2 separate regions of the Danio rerio genome follow, and region 1 is linked to region 2. The links are chromatin contacts, called in public Hi-C maps. All regions are on one chromosome and are shown on one strand. Each heading gives the region's core, a stretch centred on a gene start, on an enhancer-like site or on the middle of the called end of the contact. The rest is flanking DNA. Distances are from core to core; before and after follow the strand shown.

Region 1 (6,613 bases), core at 3,791-6,290, 170 kb after region 2:
AACGTTCAAGGGCTCCCAGAATTTTCTTGCTTTGCATCTAAAAATCAATATGACCATTAAAAAAAGGCCTATGATGTGTTTTTGTTTGTTGCTACACAACTATGGGGATAAATAAGGCCAGCATGCACTTATCGACAGCAATGTTCCATGATAGTTCAGTGGAAAGCCTTGCAAGTGTCATAACAACACAACACAAACATGAGCCCTAACCTGCTGGAAGTGGGAGTCAATAAATCCAAAAATAATCAGAGATAAAAATGGCTTTTCCCTGTTACACTTGTATTGTGATCAGCTACAGGTTGGCTCTTCACACAATGAAGAGATGAGAAATAGAGTGGAGATGCAGAGCTAACGTTAGCCATTGCTAACCGAAATATTTAGCACTGTTTTGAAATGTTCACAAATATAAAAACCTCTTACTTTAGTTTTAGATCACTTAAGAAGAGTGTTTTCTAACGACATTAAACTATCAAACTATAATATGACCTAACAAATCCATTAATACTCACTCAAGCTTGAGGTGATTACCCTCCAAGCAGATGCAACTTCCTGTTTACTTTTGTCATCACAGAACTGCTTTTTAGTTAGAGGCATTTACAATGGAAAATACATGCTAAATGCTAGCTAGCCATGTCTCTGTGTTGCTTTAAATGCTTAAATATGTTTAACTAATTATATTGTTGATAATATGACATCAATTTGACTTTACTTTTAAATTGTGGGTTTTTGTAAACCCACTAACAACGAATAAAACAATATATCCCAATGAATCCATTCATAATCCTCACTGAAACCTGAGCTTGAAAAAGTTTTCCCTCCAAACTGATGCAACTTCCTGTTAGCTTATGTCATCACAGACTTTTTAGATGGAGGCATTTACAATGGAAATGACATGCTAACAGCGAGCTATCCACTTCTTTGTGTTGGTTTAAATGCTTACATATGTTTAACAAATGATATTGATAATACAACATTAAATTTACTTTACTTTAAATTGAAGGTTTTTTAAATCTATTCACAATGATTAAAACAATATAACCCAATGAATCAATCCATACTCACTGAAGCCTGAACTTGAATTGTTTTCCCTCCAAACTGATGCAACTTCCTGTTTACTTTTGTCATCACAGAACTGATTTTTAGCTGGAGGCATTTACAATGGAAATGACATGTTAAAAGCTATCTAGCCGTGTCTCTGTGTTGGTTTAAATGCTAAAATATGTTTCACAAATTATATTATTGATCCTATGAAATCAATTTTACTTTCCTTTTAAATTGAAGGGTTTTCTAAACTGAGCTAACAATGAATAAATAATACAACCCAATAAATTCATTCATAATACTCTCTGAAGCCTGAGCTTGAAGTGTTTTCCCTCCAAACTGATGCAACTTCCTGTTTACTGTTGTCATCAGAGAACTGCTTTTTAGCTAGATGCATTGACAACTAAAATTAAATGCTAAGAGCTAGCCATTTCTCTGTATTAGTTTAAATGCTCACATATGTTTAAAATAAGATATTATTGATAATACGAAATCAACCTTTACTTTTAAATTGAGGGTTTTTGTAAACAAACTAATAATAAAACCAAACAAATCCATTCATATTACTCACAGAAGATGGAATTTGAGTTGTTTTCCCTCCAAACAGATGCAACTTCCTGTTAGCTTGTTGTCGTCACAGACTTTTTAGATAGAGGCATTTACAATGGAAATGACATGCTAACAGCTAGGTAGCCAGTTCTCTGTGTTGGTTTAAATGCTGACAAAATGATATTATTGATAATATAAAATCAGTTCCCTGCTGAAAAATCCAGCTTAAACCAGCCTAGGCTGGTTGACTGGTTTTAGCTGGTTGATCAGCGGTTTTAGAGGGGTTTTGGCCATTTCCAGGCTGGTTTCCAGCCATTTTCAGCCTGGTCTTAGCTGGTCAGGTTGGAAAATGACCAGCTAAAACCAACTTCACCAGCCTGGTTTAAGCTGGACATAGCTGATTTTAGCTGGGCTCCCAGCCTGGCTAGGCTGGTAAAGCTGGTTTCAGCTGGTCGTCTCCCAGCCTGACCAGCTAAGACCAGGCTGAAAATGGCTGGAAAGCAGCCTGGAAATGGCCAAAACCCCTCTGAAACCAGGCTGGTCGACCAGCTAAAACCAGCCAACCATCCTAGGCTAGTTTAAGCTGGATTTTTTTTAGCAGGGTTGTACTTTACTTTTAATTAAGGGCTTTTTAAACCAGCTAACAGTTAGGGATGGCTGACGTAAAACCAGATCCAGAAGCACAAGTGTTTCGAAACACTGCACCAAAGCATGATCCGAAACACCCAGGTCACGTGATTAAGGGGGTTCAAAACACCCAGCTCACGGGATTAAAGTGTTTCGAAACACCTGGTCACTAAAAAATTCAAAGCATCGATCATTTTAGAAGCGTTTTTGTAAACCAATTAACTAACAAGATATGAACTAGCCCAATAAATGCAATGCTAATACTCACTGAAAATGGATGGTGTTTTCCCTCCAGAGTGATGTCACTTCCTGTTTGGTGAAATCGCAGGGTTGCCTTTTCTTAGTTTCTCAAAAGACTAAAAGGACAAAATAAAATGAATGACAGGAATTTATTAACTACAGGAAAAAAAAAAACGTTCATAAAAATGTTTGAAACACTGGGAACGCAATAATAAAAACTATTTATATTTATATAAACGATATATATTTTAAAAAATTAAAAAATTAATTTTATATATATATATATATATATATATATATATATATATATATATATATATATATATATATATAATGTACTGCAACTTTTACATGATAATTTTTTTTTAAATGTACAATGAATTATATTATTTCAAATTCAACACTGAAAATGTAGGAAATTACCTAAAAAACATCAAGTGAACTAATTTGACATGGAAATAAATGCTAACAGCAAGCTAGCCAGTTCTCTGTGGTTGATAAAATGTCTAATTATGTTTAACAAATGATATTGTTGATCATTCATTAATTCATTCATTCATTTTCTTGTCGGCTTAGTCCCTTTATTAATCCAGGGTCGCCACAGCGGAATGAACCGGCAACTTATCCAGCAAGTTTTTACGCAGCAGATGCCCTTCCAGCCGCAACCCATCTCTGGGAAACATCCACACACACATTCACACACACTACAGACAATTTAGCCTACCCAATTCACCTGTAATGCATGTGTTTGGACTGTGGGGGAAACCGGAGCACCCGGAGAAAACCCACGCGAACGCAGGGAGAACATGCAAACTCCTCACAGAAACGCCAACTGAGCCGAGGTTCGAACCAGCGACCCAGCAACCTTCTTGCTGTGAGGCGACAGCACTACCTACTGCGCCACTGCCTCCCCCATTTTTGATAGTTTTAAATCAATTGTACTTTACTTTTAGACTGAGGGTTTTTGTAACCCAGTTTATTCATTCATTTTCCTTCAGCTTAGTCGCTTTATTCATCTGGGGTCACCACAGTGGAATGAACTGCCAACTTATTCAGCAAATGTTTTACACAGCAGATGCCCTTCCAGCTGCAAATCAGTACTGGGTTCATACACTCTCTCATTCACACACACATTCATACACTACAATCTTGTAAACCAGTTAACTAACAAAATATGAACTAGCCCAATAACTGCATTTCCAACACTCACTGAAGATGGAGCTGGTGTTTTCCCTCCAAAGTGATGTCACTTCCTGTTTGATGACATCACAGGGTTTCCTTTTCTTAATTTCTCAAAAGACTAAAAGGACAGAAAATAAAATTAATTACAGGAATTTATTAACAGCAGGACAACATGTCACCAAAAATGTTTAAACGCAATAATAAAAATTATAATACTAAGATTTATTTAATGAACTTTGACTTTACATGATAATCTTTTTTAAATGTACAATTAATTATATTACTTCAAATTTAACACTCAAAACTAGCAAGGAATTGCTAGTATATTACCTTTAAAAAATCAATTACATGAAAATCACAGCTAATAGCAAGATAGCCAGTTTCCTATGGTTGCTTAAATGTCTAATTATGTTTAACAAATGATAATGTTGATCATATTAAATCAACTTTACTTTTAAAATGAGGGTTTTTGTAGACCAATTCATTCATTCATTCACCTACGGCTTAGTCTCTTTATTCAACAGGAGTTGCCACTGCGGATTGAACCACCAACTTGAAATACTGAGAAAGCAATTACAAAAACTATAGAATATTTATTAATTAGTTTTACATAATAAAAGTTTTTTTTTTTTTGAATGTACAAATAACTAAATTACTTCAAGTTCAACACTGAAAACTCAGGATTTGCCAGGCATTTCCCAAAGAATCATCAAGTAAACTGATTTGACATAACATTTAGATGTAAATTAAATTTAAAGTAGCATTTTTTTGTTAAACAATCGAAAACCTTGTAACAAATAAATAAATTAAATATTATACTCTACTTGCTGCGCATTAAAAGGATAGTTCACAAAAAGTTCAGACTTACTCACTATTTACTCCCCCTGAAGTGGCTTCAAAACTTTATGGGCTTCTTTATTCTGCTGAACTTAAATGAAGAGATTCTGAAGAAAGCTGAAAACCGGTAACCATTGAATTCCATAGAAAAAAATGAATACAATGGAAATGGAAGTCAATGGTTACCGGTTTCCAGCTTTCTTCAGAATATCTTCTATTGTGTTCAACAGAAGAAAGAAACTAAAGATTTGGAAGAGGGTGTGTAAACAGTGAGTAAATTTTGTGAACTATCCATTAAATAATGAACATCTCCCTTTTTCAAAAGTGAGTTTGAGATATCAGTAAATCGACAGTTTTTAAAGGAAATCATTTCCTGTTTATAAACTCAATAAAATCCCAGATAAAGCCCCTAGTAGTGTGTGTGTAACGCTATAGTGGCTGAATGGGGCAGATGAAGCTCCAGCCCTCTTGTGCAGATTGGGCGGCGTAGCTGTTTGGGTGGAGTCACACAGACAAATACTCACACTTGTAGCTGTGAAACTCTTAGTTTGCTCTCCCCGCAGAGCCGTGTGGATTTACTACCAGAAACCAGCCTTTCTGTCTGCTGAGCACAGCAGATTAAAGACACATCAGGAATCTATAAACCCTCGCTCACCGCATTTACTGTGTGGGTCTGAATTGAAGGACCCCCAGGGTTATTTTTTCAGCCTTTATTTTCATTTTTGAACTCTGTGAAGAAGACACAAAGAGGATGGGTGCTCAGTTGACTAAAGGTGAAGCCACAGTGGAAGGAAAAGCCGTGGCTGATAAAGCCAATGGTCAGGTGAGGATTTATGACCACCAGCTTTCTCAGAGATTTCAATGTTTTTTATGATTAATGTATCGATCAATACACAGTTTTTATTTTAGGAGAATTAAATATCGGTATTTGTGATCAATTTTAATATTCTTTTTGAGAAACTAATTTGTTATAACAACAATGCCATCCCATTACTGATGTTTTTGGATTTTTCTAATGGTGTGTATTTTATTTAATGCAAAATAAATGTCTAATTTTGATTTTGTTTTAAAAAAAAATGCTTTTAAAGTTGATTTAGTTAGTTACAAGACAGACTCTGTGGTTGTGTGTTGGCGCTGAAACTGGCAGAAACCCGAATTGAGAACAAAAGGTTGCAGAGCTGCATGCAAATGATGCACAGCGCTTCTGCTGATCTGCAAACAATGCGATGCATGCGTGTGTGTGTGAATGCATGGACCATTCCTCTGGTACTTCATTAATAATCATTCTACCCATCCCCCTTAATGCATATGCACCCTTCCCCCTCTAAATACAATAAGAGAACGCTCTTGTCTATATTATTGAACTGAATGCATTATTTTGAATATGTCCATGCTTGTGATTTAAACACCCCAATACTTAGGGAGAGTACATTACCGTGTTTCATGAATGTATAGTGCTCGGCTGAAGCATCACCTGAATGGTGTGTGATCCAAATTCCTGTAAATACAAGAGAGGGGAAACAACAAGCGTTGGTTTAAACGGCGTTTTAGGGTTGCGGTCTCCCCTTTCTTTGTTCTCTCTGGTAGTGGATGGTTTTCTAAGCTGTGGATTTTATTTAGTGGAGCAAAACTGCCTCTAGCGGATGAAAGGTGGAATTACATGATGCACTTCTGCTTTTGGGTTTAACCGGGTGTTGCTTCTGTCTGTAATGTGATTACATACAGCACTCCGAACCGCATTTGCTGACTTTAAATTGACTGCTTTCTATATTTGGTGTTACCAAAACAAAGTGATTCCTATGTGTATTTATTTGTAGTCATTTTAGTGTACATTACTGTGTACGTAGATTTTATTTCAGTTTTGAAGTGTAGCCAATACTGCAGTGTTATTAACTAGAGCTATCATTTATGTCTTAAATTAAACAAATAGCTAAGCTATAATTGGGTTTGAATCACATAGTATTGGATAAAAATGATGCTAGGAAGAGAAATGTTGAGATAAAAAAAAACATATGCTTAACACGTTGTGCTATAAACTATACTATAAATCCAAGCATTTACTATAGCTATAAAACAAGCATTTACAAGCATATTTCTCCTCTGTGTGTGTGTGTGTTTGCCAAGATGCATTTGGCTT
Region 2 (6,767 bases), core at 3,248-5,747:
GTAAGCTGAACTGGCGCTCTAGGCAAATGGCGATCACACCACCCTCAACCCAAAAGTGCATTCTCTGTTTTTGAATGTTTTGGTGTTGTGTCCTCTGAGGAGAAGAGTAGTGTGTGTGTGTTAAAAGAGTGTGAAAAGAGCAGGTAGAGTGTGACGGGCTAGGAGATCTCCTCGCCAGTTCTTGGAGTTTTTGCTCGTTAAAAAATTAGTCGTCAGTATTTTCAAGTCCATCGTCTGTATTTACATCCACCCACTGGCAGCTAAAATCCAGGCCTTACACTATAAAGCATGTATGCACTGTGGCTACTTCTATATTGTTGATTAGCTGCTGGGCATTTTCAGCCTTCTCGAGCTGAAGGCTGTCAGTATCGACCAATCGCAACAGACTGTCATCGGTCCAATCAGCGCAGATTAGCTTCGCGCTAAGGAAGGGTTTGGGAACAAATGAATCACTGGACGATTTATATGGGAGTCGCTGGGATAATTGGGTAAAAATAAATGCAGATTATAAGACCATGAAAGTGTTTTTTGACCTTGCATGCATAGACTATTGTTGGAGACCCTTACAATTAAAATATGACCCTATTTTATGTATAATAGGGGCTTTTTAATGTTGCGAAAAAAGAAGGTATATTAGAAGGCAAGATAATGAGACCTAAAATGCGCTGAAGGAGGCTCAAATATATGCTCGGTGTCATTTAAAATGAATCAAGGCAGCTAGTGTATCAACAAATATAGAAAGCTGACTTCAGTGTAATGGTTCACGTCTGCTGTAGTCCTTCACATTTGACTGCAGCAGCACACATTAGTGGTCTACATCACTTAGGCTGGCATCTCATTTGGGTTCACAGTGGTTGGCGTCTTTTCTATTTAATTTACCTGCCATGCCGTTGCCAGTGTTTGCTTTAGGAATAATAAGCGTGGTGTAGATGGCATGGCAGAGATCTGTGTGTTTGTGTGGCTTGGCAGCAGTGAGAGAAAACCTCTGTAGGCCAGCCTGTGATTTTCGCTATTGGTTTGGCATCAGTCTTATGCAATGTTGTCATTAGAGTTTTAAGCTACTGTTGCTGCTGTTTAGACGGCAAATTTACACTTTTAGTCTCATGAGGGAGCTGCTGTGATTTATTATAGGCGGTTCATAAGGTCGTTTTTTCTGAGTAGTAATTTTTGCTGAAATTTTGTTATTCGTTATTTGTGGCAACCTATTTACATGTTCTATTACTTTTTGGAGGTTATGGGGTAAAAAAAGAGATTCCAGCACCGCTAGAGATAAGACAGATAGATTTACTAATCAATTTATAATATATACACTCACTGGCCACTTTATTAGGTACACCTACAGTAACTAGTACCGGGTTAAACCACCTTTTTCTTTGAGAACTGTCTTAATCCTTTTTGACATAGATTCAACAGGGTACTGGAAATATTCCTCAGAGATTTTATTCCATATTGACATTTCAGCATCACGCAGTTACATTTGTCGGCTGCACATCCATGATGCGAATCCTCCCGTTCCACCTCATCCCAAACTTGCTCTATTGGATCAAGAACTGGTGACTGTGGAGGCCATTTGAGTACAGTAAACTCATTTTCATGTTTAAGAAACCAGTCGCAGATGATTCCCAGTGATGGGTTGCAGCTGGAAGGGTATCCACTATTTAGAACATATGCTGGATAAGTTGGCGGTTCATTCCACTGTGGAGACCCCAGAATAAAGAATGAGACTAAGCCGAAAAGAAAAGGAATGAATGAATATGCAATGCACACACTTGAAAGCTCAATACATTAAAACTGCTCAGAATGCAGATGAAAGCGTATATTCCAAGGAAGCGAACGCATATCATAAAAATATAGAAGTGGATGTCTTATTTTATGCTAGGCTAATTGACTTCGAAATCAACCCTTCCAAATATATCCATAAGCTCTCCTCAAGTGTAGTCTCTATAAAATGCTTTTTCATAAAACGTCTTTATCAGCTAATCACAGATGAAGTGTGGGAACCCTGTTTTGAGCTCACTAACTAGTGTGGTCTCCCTCCAGGTGGTCTGTGTTCTTTTATCGAACGAGGAAAAAGAAGAAAAAGCCTTCAAACTGGGAGGCAGTATAGTCAGAGCCTCGGATAAGACAGGGAGGACGGTTGCCATAGAAACAGTGTTCCTCGTCTTTATTCCGATCTGCGTCATCTGTATTCCTCAGACAGACTGTAGGATTGAGCTGCATCCTCCCTTTCTCTGCTTTGTCAGGAATGGATAGTGTTACAAGTGAAAAAAGAAAATTGTTTTTTATTGCCACCTGTTTGGGCTTACAGCAGTTACTTAAACTTTTATTCATGGTTCTGGCAATGTCTGTTTACACTTGGAATGGCAGTATCCAAACATTTTCACTACTGACCATTGTTTAAATTAGCAATCAATTAATCAATGCAAATTAAGTGTTTAGAGCGTGTGACTGTAGTATTGGGATCTAACCATACTAGTTAGGCCAGGATAATGGAAACTGAAGCCTGGTTTATACTCGATGCATCCATCCACTAGTTAGCTTGAGTGTGCGCGGCGAATGTGACGTCATCGCAGTGTTGGCGTAGATTCACTTTGGTGCGTGTGACATCATTTTGTAATGCGTATATTTTGTGGAAAGGTTTTCCAAGGCTTTTTAACCAAATATTTTGAAAAGTTTTTTATTAGGGCTGTGCAGTTAATCGAAAATTCAGTTTCGATTGCGATTTTGACCTCTAATGATTGTGAAAAAAATATTAATCGAGATAAAGCGATTACTGCATCATATACCGCCCCTTTCCAGCTGTACACATTTGTTGCTCTGCTCAGTTTCATGTGTAAATTACTAAAAGCATGTAGTGTAATGTAACTTTTGCAGCAGGGGATGTTGAGAGTCAAAAAAAAAAAGACATGTAAAAGTGAAACCATAAATCAGAACGGTACTGTTTTTAAAGCTGCCGACTGTTTTTATCATTAATCAAACAACAAAAGGATAAAATCACTTACTGCTCTGACTGAAGGACTTTTGTAGCTATAATTATTATTTTTTTCTTACAGTGAAGATGCTTAAAACACAGTTTGTTTTTATTCTATTGTATTTATTTCCATTTCCTTATTTACTGGGAGGAAAATAACTGCATATACTAAGTTAAAGTCAAAATTAATAGCCCTCCTAAATTATTAGCACCCCCCCCCCCCCCATTTCTGTTTAACAGAAAGAAGTTTTTTTCAAGACATTTCTAAACATAATAGATTTAATAACTCATTTCTAATAATTGATGAATACAGCACATAATATTTTACTACATATTTTTCAAGATACAAGCATTCAACTTAAAGTGGGATTCAAAGGCTTTATTAGGGTAATTATGCAAGTCATTGTTTAATGTTGGTTTCTTCTGCAGACAATAAAAAAAACATATGGCTAAGGGGGCTAATAATAATGGTCTTAAATTCATTCATTCATTTTCTTGTCTATCTATATTTGAGTCCCTTTATTAATCCGAGGTCACCACAGGGGAATGAACTGCCAATTTATCCAGCACATTTTTATGCAGCAGATGCCCTATCAGCCACTACCCATACGTTTTCTTTTAGCCTCATATTTTGATGTTGCCGCCATGTTGCATGTTGTCTGATCCAATCAGATAAGAGGAATCGAAATGCAATATGGTGTTTACAACTTCACAGAGAAGGTTGCATTCAAAGACTAAAAAACACAAACTGTTTCTCGATTCTAAGACTGTATTTGCATGCAATTGACAAATAGTAGCAGACAAATTGAAATTTAGTGACACTATTGGGCCAGTAACGATTCTGTCAACTGTCTCGAGCATCTCTCACACTAGCCCCGGGCCATCGGGCAGTCCTTATTGTCGAGCCCTGAAATGGTTAAAGCTTTAATGCTTTATTTTGGTAAAAGTATTTCTTTGTGGACATTTTTCTCAGACCGGCATACATTTTATTAGATCAGTCTTTTTTCTTCAACATTCGAGGCTTTGGAATTTCTTGAGTCAGTCATGAACTGGCGCACTATACTGCACTGTTTGGGTGCTTTTTTTCTTCTTCTTCAGCATGCCAAACTGGCTTTCTCTTAATCTCTGTCACTTTAAAAGACTATTGATAGATTGCAGACCTCATATTAGTGTCAAATCGCTGTTTTTTCTTCCTCCACGATATCTCATGAAAGCATGAATGGGGGGCATAGGAATGTTGCCAGCGGCGTTGGACCCATGTTTGCCACTGAGGAATCCTGGGAATGCTTCCTCTAATCAGTGGAGAATGGCATACAAAGAGTCTCTTTTCCTCTCCTCTTAAGCCCTGAAGGCAGAGACACCATTTTTCCAGGATTTCGTGGCTATTGTGTGTGTCTCGAGTGCTCTGAAAGATGAGAATGTGTTTGGGAAGTTTAAGCTGTTTTGAACCGCTCAGAGATGGAGTTTATCCTCAAAGCTATTCAGCGATCAGAGATTTCAGGATCTTTTCCAGTCTAATAAATGGTATTTGATTATTACACATATCAAGTTCTGCTTCATCTGCTGTAATGTGTTTACACAGGGAATCAGTGTAGGCATGTGCCTGCAGCTTTCATTGGAGATTCAAACAGATGGTTCACCCAAAGTTAAACATTTGTCATTTACTCATCTCTGTTGATTCAGCTCTAAATGGTTTTTTTATTTCATGATATGAAGTACACTACCTGATATAGTTTTGTCATATATCCTAGTTTTAATGACAAGAAGTAATTACTTGACTTCTAGTTGATCTTTTGGTATCAGAAGTGACTTATATGAAAGGCAAAGGCCTCAAGATTTTGCTTATTTTACCAAAATTAAATATGATCATGCCTTGATTTTTAAATATTTCATTAGGACAGTAAGGTCTGACTTTTCTTAGACAAAAGTTTTGTCACTGAACAGAAATAATGTCCAGTATAGAATATAAAGTCATGCTGCAGTGGAAACAGAATGAATATTGTGCATTACTCCCATGAGCTTGGAGGACTGCATCCATACATCTCTGCACTGACTCAAATCACTTATTAATAAAGTCATCTGGAACGGCAAAGAAAGCGTTCTTGCAGGACTCCCGGAGTTCATCAAGATATTTTGGATTCATTTTCAATGACTCCTCCATCATCTTACCACAGATATGTTTAAAATATTCATGTCTGGTGACCTTGATCTTTACTTTCAGGAGCTATATATATATATATATATATATATATATATATATACACTCTAAAAACTGCTGGGTTGAAAACAACCCAATTTGGGTTGTTTTGGTAACCCAGCGCTGGGTAAAAAAGGGACTAACCCAACGCTGGGTTACTTTAACCCAGCAAGTTGGGTTACAAGTTTAACCCAGCATGCTGGGTTGTGATTTTAACCCAACTATTAGTTAAAAATTACTACACTGCTGGGTTGAATGTAACCCAAAATGGGTCAGAAATTTAATCTAGAAACTGATGATTAAAATCACTAAAATAAAAACAAATTCTACAGCAATACATAGTTGTTCAGTAATGGAATTTTATTTATGACAAAAGATAAAATGTGTCCAAATGAATTTGAGATTTTTCCCATCTGCACCTCAGCATTAACCCTTTGACTGCCTGCTCTACCAAATGGTTGACCTCGTTTTTACTGTTTTAAATAATGACTGTTAAAGTCATAAGAAAAAAGATGATTTAGTGTTCAAAATATTTCTTTTAAATATATATATATATATATATATATATATATATATATATATATATATATTTTTTTTTTTTTTTTTTTTTTTATTGGTCTTACACATAATTTTTCAGATTTTTCATAATTCTGGTACTTTTACCATAAACATACATATCAATCATTTGGTAGAGGTTGATATTTTAGAAATTATAATATGTGTTAAAATGTACTGATTGTGTTCAATAGCGACATTAGCAGTTGAGAAATGCAATCCAATTTTTTTTTTGAAAGGGTTGTTAAGACGATTTCTGTGAAAATTTATCAAACTGTATCACAGAAACACTGACTAAAGTTCAGTAACAATGCATCAGACTGAAATCAGACAAATTACCTTAAGAAAATGCATATTTGAAATACATTCAAAAACATTTGCATCATTTATAAATCAGGAATCATCAGTAAGGCAATTGCAATGTTATTGCAGAGTAGAAAAAACAATAGTATAAGGAAGTAATAATGAAAATGCATCTAAATGACTGAAGTCAGAAAGTAATTTGAGCACAAACATCAACATATTCTCATATAAATCATCAACTGCAATGCAGAAAAAAATATGTGAAAGTAATAATGAAAAGGCATCAAACAGCTTGAAAAAACAAAACAAACAATAAAAACTAAGAAAATACAAATTTTATATTAAGAAAAAATAAGAAAACATTTTATAACTTTCCCTTTAACAATTATGTGCAAACATCAATATATGAGCTATAAAGCAATCATCAGTAAGGATGATCAAGTTCAATGTAAATGCAGTTTTGAAGAAAAAACAGATATAAAAGTTAAAATGAAACCTGAGGATGGAAGCATTTTAAAACAAATTTGAAATAGGAAAACTTTTTTTAACTTTTACTCGAACAATCATGTGCAAACATCAATCCTGAGATATAAAAGAGTCTGTAAGAAACATTAGTTGCAATGTAACTGCAGTGTAGAGTGTCTTAAAAAAATATCTAGTCCATTATTATGTGCCGTCATCATAGCAAAGAGAAAAGAAATCAGTTATTAGAAATGAGTTATTAAAACTATTCTTTAGAAA

What was found. A called contact is a pair of places that touch in the nucleus more often than the background predicts.
Region 1: a Hi-C map of embryo shows a contact between it and region 2, with 2.4 times the contacts expected there. The contact joins the promoter of marcksl1a here to the enhancer-like site in region 2. A contact is called at or near these places in 4 of 18 Hi-C or Micro-C datasets (caudal fin and embryo) and 3 of 4 datasets of contacts at active chromatin or transcription factors (caudal fin, embryo and gastrula embryo).

Annotation. Positions count from the first base shown.
Region 1 is chr13:49,753,624-49,760,236 of GRCz12tu, forward strand. marcksl1a (MARCKS-like 1a) reads left to right here and starts at 5,041. Exons shown (of 2, transcript NM_213133.1): 1 at 5,041-5,299. The coding sequence starts at 5,228. It overlaps LOC103912037 (a long non-coding RNA gene), which reads right to left. Exons shown (of 6, transcript XR_012388934.1): 1 at 6,562-6,613; 2 at 5,912-5,974; 3 at 3,668-3,757; 4 at 2,486-2,573.
Region 2 is chr13:49,589,019-49,595,785 of GRCz12tu, forward strand. The region is part of intron 1 of LOC137487442 (a long non-coding RNA gene); the gene reads left to right. It overlaps LOC103912036 (a long non-coding RNA gene), which reads right to left. Exons shown (of 5, transcript XR_012388932.1): 5 at 6,088-6,767. Among named protein-coding and RNA genes, the nearest start is that of bsdc1, 31 kb to the left of the region's middle. Within about 2 kb of position 4,498, at least 7 of the 62 cell types and tissues checked have an H3K27ac peak or open chromatin away from gene starts, as enhancers often do.